Regions from separate parts of the Mus musculus genome. Here region 1 is linked to region 2. The links are chromatin contacts, called in public HiChIP or PLAC-seq maps. All regions are on one chromosome and are shown on one strand. Each heading gives the region's core, a stretch centred on a gene start, on an enhancer-like site or on the middle of the called end of the contact. The rest is flanking DNA. Distances are from core to core; before and after follow the strand shown. Region 1 overlaps Zzef1 (zinc finger, ZZ-type with EF hand domain 1). Region 2 overlaps Gm51906 (a long non-coding RNA gene).

Region 1 (6,451 bases), core at 1,489-3,988, 330 kb before region 2:
AGATCCCCTGGCAGCAGGTGAGGGTTCCTCATCCTCATTTGGAACACTTAAGTTCATCGCAATGACTTTACCTCTTCTGAACCTCTAGGAAGAACGAATCAGTCTTTTTCATCTGCAGTTCATATATGGCCCGGAGAATGTGCAGAGGGGCATTGAGGGCATCATGAGCCATCTGGAGGCATGAAAGAAGGTGAAAGACAGCTGAGGACATGTTCTTTAAGACACAGACAATATACACTCCAAAGTGATGAAACACTATTTCAGGTTAGCCCAGGTTACAGCTGAAGAACAATATGGAGGTACTTTTTAAAAGCATATCAAATTTTGAGTACTAAGATATGAACTATAAAATGTGCAGTTCTATTTAAAGCCACTTTAGTGGCTAGAAAAATGGCTCAGTAGTTAAAAATACTTATTGTTCTTGCAGAGGACCTGGGTTTAGTTGCCAGCACCCACAAGGTGGCTCAGAACAACCTGTGACTCCAGTTTCAGGGGATTCACTGACCTTTTTGACCTGCTACAGGCTCCTACTTATATGTTGGACACGTAAAATCACACAGGCATACACCATGTACATAAAATGAGTTAATCTTAAAGCCACTACAATGATATAGCTCTACTATTGTTCTAGATCTTTTCTGTATACCATAGACTAAACAGGAAATGAATTTTCAGGGCATCAAATTGAGTAGTTAAAAAGTTTTAAAAGTTTATTTATGTGAATAGATGTTTTGTCTGTATGTTTGACTGTGTACCAATGTATAGCCTAGTAGTGCTCATGGAGGCCAGAAGAGGGTGTTAGGTCCTCTGGAATTGGAGTTAACAGACAATTGTGAGCTCCCATTTGGGTGCTGGGAATCCAACCTGGGTCTCCTAGAAGACCAACAAGTACTCAACCACTGAGCTACCTCTGCAGTCCTTAGAAATATTGAGGATGAAGCACAGCCCAAGCCAAAGAAAACCCATTCCTTTGATGCCCATGTCCTACCCACATGATGACCAATGAACATACCAAGAAGCATATTCTGGTGGGTTCATCCAAATTTTCAAGAGGGTCTAGCTTCTTCTGTTCTGCTTCGCCAGGGCTACTAACTGGCCGGTCCAGTTCTTCTTCTTGGTCTCCTCGTTCATCTAGCTCCAGGTCTCCATGTTCAGCCAGAGTGTTGATCTCCTTTTTTGACGAGTACAGCATGATGGACAGAATCTACACACAGTCAGTCAAGCAGAGCAGGGAGACGAGTGCTGAGTGAGTGAGAGGATGAGCTAGGTCTTCACTATATTAAGGGCATAGAGGTTTAAGATATCAGAGTACACATGGGTGTGAGTATGTGATCAGTAAAGGAGCAGGAAAGCATGCTCAATTGTACACATAACAGGAAATGCTAACAAAACTATGGAAGCCCTTGTGTTTATTAACTTTTCTTGATAGCCCAAATGGGTATTATTCTTTTCTAACTTGTTTTGGAGAAATGTAACTATTAAGTAATTTAAAATGATTATATTGGGGCTGGAGAGATGGCTCAGTAGTTAAGAGCACTGACTGCTCTTCTAGAGGTCCCAAGTTCAATCCCAGCAACCACATGGTGGTTCACAACCATCTGTAATGGGATCTGATGCTCTCTTCTGGAGTGTCTGAAGACAGCCACAGTGTACTCATAGACATAAAAAAATACTTCTTTAAAAAATGTTGCCGGGCATGGTGGCGCACGCCTTTAATCCCAGCACTCGGGAGGCAGAGGCAGGCGGATTTCTGAGTTCGAGGCCAGCCTGGTCTACAGAGTGAGTTCCAGGACAGCCAGGGCTATACAGAGAAACCCTGTCTCGAAAAACCAAAAAAAAAAAAAGTTTATATCCTTTTGACCTACTAACTTATCTTTTAGAAATGACAAAATACATGAAAAATGCTGTTTAAAATACAGCCAATGAAGCATTAATAATGGCAAAAACCTGCAAAGCACTTTCTAGTCTTATACATAGCCACTAAAAAGGGTGTTTATAGGAGCTGCAGATACAGCTCAGCAGTTAAGAAGAGCATTGGATGCTTTTCCAGAGGACTTGAGTTCACTTCCAAGAACCCACATGGCAGCTCACAACCATCTGTAACTGAAGTCCAGGGCAACTGATGTCCTCTTCTGGCATCTATGGGGCACCAGGCATTCAAGTGGTGCAGACATGTTTGCAGGCAAAACACCCATACATATAAAATAAAAATAAAATTTAAAAAAGGTTCTCTAAGATCCCGGTTACCTATTAATATGTTTTAGCATATGTCCCTTGGATGTAAGCGAACCCAGAGGTGATTCTTCAAATGCAGGCACCTGTGGAAGTGAGGGTGAGGGACACAGCACACCCTGGTAGCACAGCTTCCCTTATACTAGATGCTAGTACTTGACCTTGAAAGCCTCTGGGAACTTCAAGAATTCCACTAAGAAACATCTAAGGCCTCAGAGGAGTAACAATAAAGTGAAATTATAGACTGAAATCCTACATAAGGTAAACATGAGTGTGGCCGTATTACAAACTGATTTTAGCTCAAAGGAATTTTGGAGGGAAACAGTAATTCAAAAGCACATTTTACTATCATGCTATAATGGCCTATTATGTGTTTCTACAAAATACTCCTCCAAGGTTCTTTGAACAAACACCCAATTCATTTTCCTGGCAGGGGAGGACAGGTGTCAGGATCCCTGATTCAGGAAGGCAGAACCAAGGTTGGGTTTCAAAGCTGCCCAGAATTAGAATACACGGGATGGAACTGGTTGGAACAAGCTAGCTCTGCTTCTGGGCTCAGCTTTACAGGAAGCCCTCCCTCCTCATTACCTCTAGGTCTCGGAGGAGCCAGGTTTTACTGAAGCCGGTCCCTTTGCTGCACTTCTTCACCAGCAGCTTTAGCAGATCGGTCTGGAGGAAGGTGGCATGGGTCTCTTCAAAACCATGAGCCTGCCAAGCCAAGGGAGAGATTTGCAGCTGCTATAGAGTGATGGTTAAGGTTGGACAGAGCAACAGCCTTTCTCAGAGCCCAGTCTCAGCTGATGGCCCAACTCAGCTTCCAACAGAAATAAATGCTTGTCAGTAAGAAAGTACTCCACATCTTAACCATGAACCATTGCTCCTCATTCACTCCGTGTTTTTTCATTGAACAAACACTCTTGAAACCTATTTACTGTCACTTCCCCTCTCTTTACTTTCCCAAAACTCTTGAGGCTAAAATCCAAACCCTAATCATGGACAACTGAGTCTTATAAAGCTCCCTGCCTGCTTCTTTGGCTTCATCCCTTAGGCTGCACCGTCTTAAAGAGAGCATGGCCCTTCTTTCTAGCTCACCACTGAACACCCAGTTCCACTTGGTTCTTGGTGCTCAACAAATATCAACAGGCTGAGTGAGCACTCATGGCAGTGCACACCTTGGTCTTAGCATTTGGGAGTTCGAGGCGGGCAGAACTCTGAGTCTGAGGCCGGCCAGGCCACATTCTAAGTTCCAGTCCAGCCAAGCTACAGACTGACTACCTGTTTTTTTTTTTTTAACAAAACAAAACCAAAAACCAAACCAAAGCAAAACTGAATGATTTAAGACATTTAAGACCTCTGCTATCAGGGAGTTACTTTCTTCTTGTCTAGTAGAGTGGAAACTGAAACAGTATGGTAATACTGACAACTGCACCTCAGGGCTGCCCAGGGCTGGAAAGCCAAGCAGACAAGTCTCTGGTAGTGCCTGACTTCCCACAATGACCTCCCTACCAGAGCTACCACTGAACATTTCAGTGTCAAGGAGCAATAAAGTTCAGCTGGGATCCTTTCAAGGCCAACTCTGTAAGGAAGATGACCTTACAGTAAATGCAAATACATCTCCTGGAAAGAGCCTTCCTACCCTCCAGTCCACTAAGGATCCAAAAGGCATCATGGGTCACCCCAAAAGACATCTACCTCTAATCTAGCTATTTCCTCCCAGACCAATGGCCACACCTATCCATTGAAGCTCCATGGGATGCCAGCTCCCTTTATTCTTCCCAGCATTCCTATAATGACCTGAGGAGCTCCTGTTAGGTGGGAAGTCCAGTTTTCTTCTCCCCTGACAGGATTATATCTCCACGAAGCCAACTGTGGTTAAGTCCATGAAACAATATTAGAAAAACTGAGACTCAAACCACTGGGAAAGTTCTATTTCCTCCCTAAAGCAATCCTTGTGTAAGCATTTCTCAAAACAGCCATTGTTAACCGTTCATCTAGATCAGACGACATTTCCTCCTAATTAATCCCCTGCAGACAGGTAGCTTTGTGCAAATGGAAAAGGCTCACCATTACCTTTAGTGTTTTATATAAACCTTTGAGAGCCAGGGACAGGACCCAGGTTGCTTCCACTGCCTCGGGACAATGGCTATCCATGCTGGTTTGCAGAAGGTGACTAGCAATAAAGGCAAAGTGCTGGGAGTACTGGCTCAGCTGGGACTGAGAGGTGCCACACTCTTGTCCTCCTCCCTTCTGGACAAGCTGATAGTCCTTCACTGAAGCATCATGTCAAAAAGGAAAAGAAAGGCATAAAGGATCCTGTTAGTACCCCTTGCAGCTGCATTTCTCCACAGGCCTCACTAAAGCAAGGACTGCAGAAACAAGACCCGTAGCCTAGGTCCCCACTATATTTATGCCCAGTTTGCAGGTGATCATGGAGAAACCGAGGACAAGTCACAATGCAAAATTCTTATTACTATGCACAAGCAAGTTATTGTTGAAAGTGTTGTGATGACTGTTCTGGGTTGTCACCTTGACTACATCTGGGACTGACTAAAACCCAAGTGGCTAGGTCCATCTGTGAGGGATTTTTTTTTTAATTAAATCATTTGAAATGGGAAGCTCCATCTTTAATCCGGGCTACACCTGCTGGCAGCCTAAAGGACAGGGAAGAAAGAAGCTTGCAGTCTTTGCCTGCTTGCCTTCACTCTCATGCCAAGTCCATTCCTTCAGTGGCATCAGAGCTTGCTTCTTTGGGATTCTGGCATATACTGAAGATCAGATAAGACTTCCAGCCTCATGGACTGAGAAACTACTAGATTCTTGGACTCTTGGACCTTCTGTTGATAGACAGATATTGTTGGGGTAGCTGGACTACAGCTTGTAAGTCATTCACATAAATCACACACAATCACACACACACACACACACACACACACACACACGATTTATATATTTATATATTGAATAAATATAAATATATGTGTGTATATGTGTGTGTACTTATTTATTTATTTTCGTTCCTCTAAAGAACCCTTACTAAATGCAGATTTTGGTACCAGAAGTAGTTCTAGAGCATATATAAGTATGAAAAAGTTTAAGTATCTGGAATAGGCTTTCCTAATTTGCCAACACCTACAGTTACCAAAGCCTCTCAAGTTACTGGCCTTTCCTGGGAGCTTATATTTTACCCACTTAAGGAGACAAATGCATTTGATTATCCTGATTGACCAATTATGAAAGGCAACAGATTTAGTAGTGTCTTGGTATTTTGACAATCTGTGGAAAAATGAGGAAAACAATGCTGCCGGTTGGTTGCTCCTAGCATCTCTGACAAAGGAGAAGAATGAGCTCCATGACAAAATTAGCCAACTCCTAGCATCTTAGAACATGGCGAAGGGCAATGAACTCAGTGAGCAACTGACTGGCTCCAGATGGATGTAAACAGTCTGCAAGTGTCTAAATGCGCCCTGGAAGAGAATCTTCTTTCCAGCAGCCTCAGAGCTAGCTTAAGTTGTAGGAAACCAAACTGAGGCCCTAATTATACGACTGGCTAACTTGCAACAAAAATTCCAGCCCCAGGCTCAGGGGGTGCCGGTGGTTCAAGTCAGGCATTAATGGTAAAGAATGGGATCCTGTCATTTGGGGTGGGGAAATCCACTGAAGTTGAGAACTTTGAACCCTCAGAAGGGTTTGTCGCACCTGAGAAAGTAGTCTCTCCACTCTGAGCAGATGTACTTCTACTCCTGAAATACTGCCCTTTCCACCTTTGACTGAGGAAATTAATCCTTCATTGTCTGCTAAACCAGAAGTGACCTTCTCTGAAAAAGATGCCAGGACAGGCAAGCTGGGTCCCTCAGGGGCCACCAATAGTTGCCTTTAGATCAGATTTAAGGCAAAGCAGGCTCCTAGAGGGGAGGTAGAAAGTGCAGTCTGGGAGGAGTTTGCTACACTACTAAAGATCACTAAGAGTTTGCTAATTCATTGGAGCAGAAGTCTAGGGAATATGTGTAGGAATGGATTGTAGGGGTGTGGGATAATGGAAGATGTATAAAACTGGATCAGGCTGGGTTTATTGATACAGACCCTCTGAGTGGTTTAATATAGATTCATGGACAAAAAAAAAGCATCTAAAGTTTGTCTTAATGGTTGGATGAAGTATTTGCCAAAAGATGACCTACTGAGAAGGAGTTGGAGATGCCTGCTATCTCTTGGCTTTGTGCTG
Region 2 (6,343 bases), core at 3,265-5,764:
GCCTCAAATTCAGAGATTCATTTACCTCTGCCTCCCAAATGCTGGGATCAAAGGGGTATGCCACCACACCAGACATTTTTTTTTTTTTTTTTTGGTTTTTGGTTTTTGGTTTTTGGTTTTTTGAGACAGGGTTTCTCTGTATAGCCCTGGCTGTCTTGGAACTCACTTTGTAAACCAGGCTGGCCTCGAACTCAGAAATCCGCCTGCCTCTGCCTCCCAAGTGCTGGGATTAAAGGCATGCACCACCACGCCCGGCATATATGTATTTTTTAAACTATATTTATTTATTCACTTTGGTTTTTGTTTTAGTTTTTTATTGTTACTGGTTTTTAGGCAGGGTCTCACTGTGTAGCCCTGACTGACCTGGAACTTGCCCTATAGACCACATTAGGTTCAAATTCTCAGAGATCTGCCTGCCTTTGCCTGTCAAATGCTGACGTTAAAGTATGTGTCATCAGGTGGACAGGCCTTCAATCTCAACATGTGGGAGGCAAAGGCAGGTGTATCTGAGTTGGAGGCCAGCCTAGTCTACAGAGTAAGTTCTAGGTAGCCTGGTCTACAGAGCAAATTCCAGGCGAATCATCACCAGCCTGTTTATTTACTTTAGGGTGAGGTATGCTTAAGCTAAGGTGAACATGTGGAGATCAGAGGTCAGCCAGAGCCCCCATTCAGGTACCCCCAACCCTGCTCCTTGCAGGCTCCATTCCTTCCTTGGGTCACCCAAGGACTCCCATGGGCAGATGCAAGGGGAAACCTGGAGAACTGACATCTTTGTGAGCTGTCAGAATCCTGGTTCTTCCAGTCTAGGCAGGTACAGCTTAGCCTGCAGTTATCCGTTCAGAGCCAGAGAAGAGATTCTGCCCCTCAGGTGACCCCAACTACATCCTGATTTCACCTATGACATTTCCTTTTTGCCCCCTCCCTCATGCCATCAAATGCTAACTCATGGCCATTGCTAAAGTACCCGGTTGCTTGGTTACCTGGGAGACTTAAAGTATATCTTCTTCTTCCAAAGTCCTCTTAAATAGATGGAAAACTGAGCAGGGGACAGGGCTTGGCCCAGACAGGGCTAAACAGCTGCTTTTGTTGTTGTTTTAAAAATATATACATATGTATGTATGTATACATACACATACATATATATGTAAAACATTTTTAAATACCTAAAAGTCAGGCATGATGGTACATGCTTTTAATCCTAGCACTGGGTGCTGGGAATTTGAACTCAGGTCCTCACGTTTACCTAACATGCACTTTACTGAGGCCTCTCTCCAGCTTGTTATTCTTTTTAATAAAATATAACATATAGTTGGGCTGGGAGCACAGCCCAGTGATAGAAAATATGCTTAACCTGCTCAGATCCCTGGACAATAATCTCCAGAGCTGCAAAACAGAAGTATAATAACAAACACAGCAGACAAGAAAACCATTTCATGGAATAGTTGTAGCAAAAACTCACAAGGCTGTAGCAAATACCGAGATGCACGTGACTCATTCATCTCTCTCAGAACCTGTGTGCTGGGACACCTCGTCTATTCAAATTTCTGGTAGATGTCCCTAATAACCACATTCTGTCCAGAAGTGTAAGGTAGAGTCTGTTTCAGGGACCTACTTGGGTCTTTTTTTTTTTTCTTTTTTAATTTATTTATTATTATATGTAAGTACACTGTAGCTGTCCTTAAACACACCAGAAGAGGGCGTCAGGTCTCATTACGGGTGGTTGTGAGCCACCATATGGTTGCTGGGATTTGAACTCAGGACCTCCAGAAGAGCAGTCAGTGCTCTTACCCTCTAAGCCATCTCGCCAGCCCCTACTTGGGTCATTTTTGTTATTTGTTGTGCCCTTTGATGACAGGTGAAATGGTCTCTCATAGTTTTGGGGTTTTTGTTTTGTTTAGTTTTTATTTATTTACTTTTTGGTTTGGTTTGGTTTGGTTTGGTTTGGTTTGGTTTGGTTTGGTTTGGTTTGGTTTTTTTGAGACAGTGTTTCTTTGTGTAGCCCTGGCTGTCCTGGAACTTCCCTTGTAGACCAGGTTGGCCTCAAACTCAAAGATCCACCTGCCTCTGTCTCCTGAGTGATGATGGGATGGATTAAAGGTGTGTGCCACCACTGCCTGGCTGATTCTCATAATTTTGATTCACATTTTTTGCATAGAAACTCCAAGATCGGGGCTGGTGAGATGGCTCAGTGGGTAAGAGCACCCGACTGCTCTTCCGAAGGTCCGGAGTTCAAATCCCAGCAACCACATGGTGGCTCACAACCATCTGTAACAAGATCTGACGCCCTCTTCTGGTGTGTCTGAAGACAGCTACAGTGTACTTACATATAATAAATAAATAAATTTAAAAAAAAAAAAAAAAAGAAAGAAACTCCAAGATCTGTTCGTAACTGGGTAAAGTCTGGCTGTCCCCTGAGGGTGAGCCACAGAGCCCCCGGCTCAGGAGCCTGGGTCCTCAGCTCTCAGCTACTCCCAGAGTGAGTAAGTTTCTCCTGAGTGACTGGAAGAGGCTTGGCTTACTCACTTAGCTGCCCTGGTTTGTCCTGCTTTTCTGCTTCTAAGGGCTGAAGCAAAGCCTCAAATGCAAAGGTGGGAGGATCTGCAGCTGGGGAGTGGCAAGATGAGACCTGCTTTATTAGAAGGAGAGCTGGGTAAATTGGAGGTAAAGAGGAGGCTGCAGGGTACTTCAGAAATGCCCCCCACCCCCACCCCGGGATGAACGGTAAGCTTCAAGACAGGCAGGCTACTGAGTGACCCTGGGGCAAATTGGGGTTAGGAGGAAAGGTGGGAATTGAGCTGGAATTTGCCTTCAGGATGGAACACTGAGAAATGTTTTCAGATTATTATTCTCCCAGCGGCCATTGGATTGGAGTGGTCACATGTCCAAAGGAGGGTTGTCAATACTGCTAGTCTGGCCACATCAGATTAAACCACCTTTGGGGTGTGTCATGCCCCTGTCTTTCGAAGTGACACATCCTGCCTCCTTGGAAGGTTAGTTCAGAGCTAGTTCTCTCCTGAATTAACAGGACTTACCACGTTGTTCCTGTTCTAAATCCTGATGTCCTGCTAGACTTACCATCTTGGTCCCCTTCCATATCCTGATCCTGTGTGTGTGTGTGTGTGTGTGTGTCCGTTAGTCTGGTGAGCACAGATCCTGGGGAGCTGGAAGGCAAGCCCTGGGCCTTTGATCCCTTTCCTCCTACCCAGGTTTTTTCTGCCACCTTGTCTTTTCCAGAGCTTCTAGTCTCAGAAGATGTTCACGTGGCAGCAAGAACACCCGTTGTAGGACTGAGTAGCAAGCGTAAGAACTTGAGTTCTAATCTCTAGCACCAGGTACAACGAGAGACTCTGTTTTAAGAAAATAAGGTAGAAGACAATAAATGACGACGCTGAGAACTTGACCTGTGGCTTCCACTCATGCTCCCACACTCGGGCAAATCCTTGTGTATGCCCAAATACGAAAAGCAGTCATTGTAGCCAATCCCGGTGGCATACGCCTTTGATCCCAGCCCAGCATTCTGGAGGCAGTGGCAGGCAGATCTCTTGTGTTGCAGGCCAGCCTGATCTATGTAGTGAGTTCCAGGCAAGGGTCGGAGACCAGGACAAGGTGATATTCTGTCTCCCTTCCCCCACAAACACACGGATTGCTAGAGTGGAGTGAGGGTGTTCCTAGACGAAAGCATCTGACTAGCACACGTAAAAACCCACATTTGCCCCAGCACCACGCAAAATAAACATTAACAAAAACGTTCAAGACATTAAAGTCTTTTTTAGAGTTATGTAAATTTTAATTTTGAATAATACATTTTTATCCACTTGTGATATATATTTATGCTAAAACAATTTAATTGTTGGGGTTAGGGTACAATCAACGACAGAGCTCATGTTTAGCACTTAGCACACACGAAGTCCCAGAGTCAACAACACTGAAAAAAAAAAGTTGCTTATTGCAAAATTCAAGTTAACGATTCATAATGCTTTTGCTTCTACTGCGGCGGCGGCGCGGCTGCTGCTCCTCCCCTCCCCATCCTCCTATTCCTCCTCCCCTCCCCATCCTCTTCCTTTTCTACCTCCCTCCCTTCCATCATTCCTACTGGTGATGCGCCTACCTCCCAGGCTTTGTTTTCTTAGGACACTGAGGGCTTTTTACCTATATTAGCTCCAGGTTTGGTGCTCTCTTTCCCTCTTCCAGGCTAGACAAACTGAGCAGCCTAGAAGCAAGTGATTTCCGGAAGGTTCGGCTTAAAACAAGACACAGGGAAAAATCTCCGCCTTAGCTAATTTGAGTTCCCTCTCTGCACACTAGGACTGCTAGGATGGCCTCCCCCAAAAGATTTTCAAATGGGGTGAGATGGGGCGGAGAGCAGAGAGGCTCCCCTCTCCTTGCAGACTGGATAGGTTTTGATACTAGAATAGTCAAAACAGTTTTGCAACCAAGTGACTCTTAGTAATAACAATACCAACCTCGGTCATTTGCATAACTTCACAATTGACCAAGTGTGCCCCAAGCAGTTAATTAGAATGATAAAGAAAGCAGATGGTCGCACCAGAAGCCTGATGCACCCTTCTTGGGGACCTGGGAAGTTTCCGGGGCTTTCTCTTTTCCTGAGTGGATATCAGACAGACTCTGCCCGGGCCAACTTCCAGGAAGCTATAGGTGGCGAGCTCGACCTACTGGCTGCGCGCCGGATCTACGCTGAGCACACAGCGTGGTTCCACCTCTGCCTGGAATGTACCCTAGTGGGTCAGCAGGTACGACTAGTTTACAGTCCCCCAACTTACTGCCGGACTGAATTCCCTGTGGTGGGACCAGTCTGTATTCAGCCAGTTCCTGAAAGGTGAAGAATCAGACTTTGGTGAAACGGAAATGAGAGCCAGGGCCCATAAGGTGATTTAGGGACAGCTGGAGGGGCGGGGCTCGGGATACCTGCCAGGGGCCTAGAGGTTGGAGAGAATGTGATCAAAATGAATCATTTTCACCAGATGTTTCATTTCGGGCCCTTCTCCTCAGGTTCTCATCTCAGTCAGCAAAGGCTGCCCCCAAGTACGCGGGTTGGGAGTTTTCCTAACTCTTTTGGGGTAGGGACATGTCAGGAGCTGGGTGGTCCTTGTGCCTTCAGAATTTAAGGAGTGCCAGCCACAAAACCGAAGCTCATAAAGGAACTTTAGGGAATCTTTTAGAAAAACTAAAGTAACAAAACAGCATTGGCGAGGATATTACTATTCCCTTGCCCCCACCCCTCTTAACATCAGGGACTTGGGGGACTTGAGCTCAAGAGCGCTTGCCTCCCGCGCATTTCACCTCCGCCAGTCCTCTGTACTGGCAGAGGGGGTGGCTGGTGGTTGTGTGGGGTGGTGGTGGTGGTGGTGGTGGTGGTGGTGGTGGTAGTGGTAGTGGGTGTACATAATCATAATTAGTTCTGACTGGTGAAATGGCTTACCAGATAAAGGCACTTGCTGCCAAACCAGACCCCTTGAGTTCCATCTCCAGGACTCAAATGGTGAAAGACTACAATGATTAATGCAAACTGTCTTTTGACCTCCATGTACCATGGTAGGTGTGAACCCCCTCCCCCTCAAACATGCAAAAATAAATAAATTTTACTTATTATTTTTAAACAAAACAAAAACTAAAAACCAGGGTCTTGCTAAGTAGCCCAAGTTGACCCAAAACACTCTAACATCAGCCTTAGCATCCTGAGTGCTGGGATCACAGGTGTGTGTCACTAGGTCAGGCTTTAGAATTACGCTTGTGTTAAATCTTGGGGTGTGTGTATGTGTGGTGTGTTTAATTTTATTTTACTTTTAAAATATTTTACCCCTTGGGACTGAAGAGACACCTTAGCATTTAAGAACACTGGCTGCTCTTCTAGAAAACCAGGGTTCACTACTCTCCCCCATGTGGCAGCTCATAGGCATCGATTACTGCAGTGCTAGGGGATCAGGAACCCTCTCTGGCTTTCTTAGGGACTAGGTATGCTTAGGAGTGTATAGACTCACATGCAGACAAAAAAGATATACATAGAGTGCATCCATGCAGGCATACACAAAAATTATCAAAATATTTTTTCTCCAATCGTATGTATTTGTGTGTGTGTGTGTGTGTGTGTGTGTGTGTGTGTGTGTGTGTACATACCATGAGTGTGCCAAGAATATCTGGGCAATGGAGTTACAAGTAGTTGTGAGCCAACAAATCCATTCTCTGGTCATCTTTCTCACCCCATATTCTTTGTTAATTATGATGAGAAAAGCCAGGCATATTGACTCATGTCTGGTACTTGGGAGGAAGGCTGAGGGAAGAGGATTATGATCCTGGTCATCCTGGATAAGAGAGAGTCCTTGCC

The links. HiChIP or PLAC-seq counts read pairs in DNA pulled down with a chosen protein or histone mark.
Region 1: an H3K27ac HiChIP or PLAC-seq map of embryonic stem cells shows a contact between it and region 2, with 4 times the contacts expected there. The contact joins two enhancer-like sites. A contact is called at or near these places in 1 of 15 datasets of contacts at CTCF or cohesin (the NIH/3T3 cell line), 11 of 484 Hi-C or Micro-C datasets (ECoMG myeloid progenitors, the G1E-ER4 cell line, bone marrow-derived macrophages and 6 more), 5 of 115 datasets of contacts at active chromatin or transcription factors (bone marrow-derived macrophages, embryonic stem cells and stem cell-derived neural progenitor cells) and 1 of 9 other capture datasets (liver).

What each region holds. Positions count from the first base shown.
Region 1 is chr11:72,904,883-72,911,333 of GRCm38.p6, reverse strand. It overlaps Zzef1 (zinc finger, ZZ-type with EF hand domain 1), which reads right to left. Exons shown (of 55, transcript NM_001045536.2): 43 at 4,303-4,502; 44 at 2,821-2,940; 45 at 1,013-1,204; 46 at 72-172. Among named protein-coding and RNA genes, the nearest start is that of Gm26121, 26 kb to the right of the region's middle. Within about 2 kb of position 2,738, at least 8 of the 459 cell types and tissues checked have an H3K27ac peak or open chromatin away from gene starts, as enhancers often do. A contact at or near this core is called in embryonic stem cells, where this site is marked.
Region 2 is chr11:72,574,887-72,581,229 of GRCm38.p6, reverse strand. All of the region lies in intron 2 of Gm51906 (a long non-coding RNA gene), which reads left to right. Among named protein-coding and RNA genes, the nearest start is that of Spns3, 28 kb to the right of the region's middle. Within about 2 kb of position 4,514, at least 85 of the 459 cell types and tissues checked have an H3K27ac peak or open chromatin away from gene starts, as enhancers often do. A contact at or near this core is called in embryonic stem cells, where this site is marked.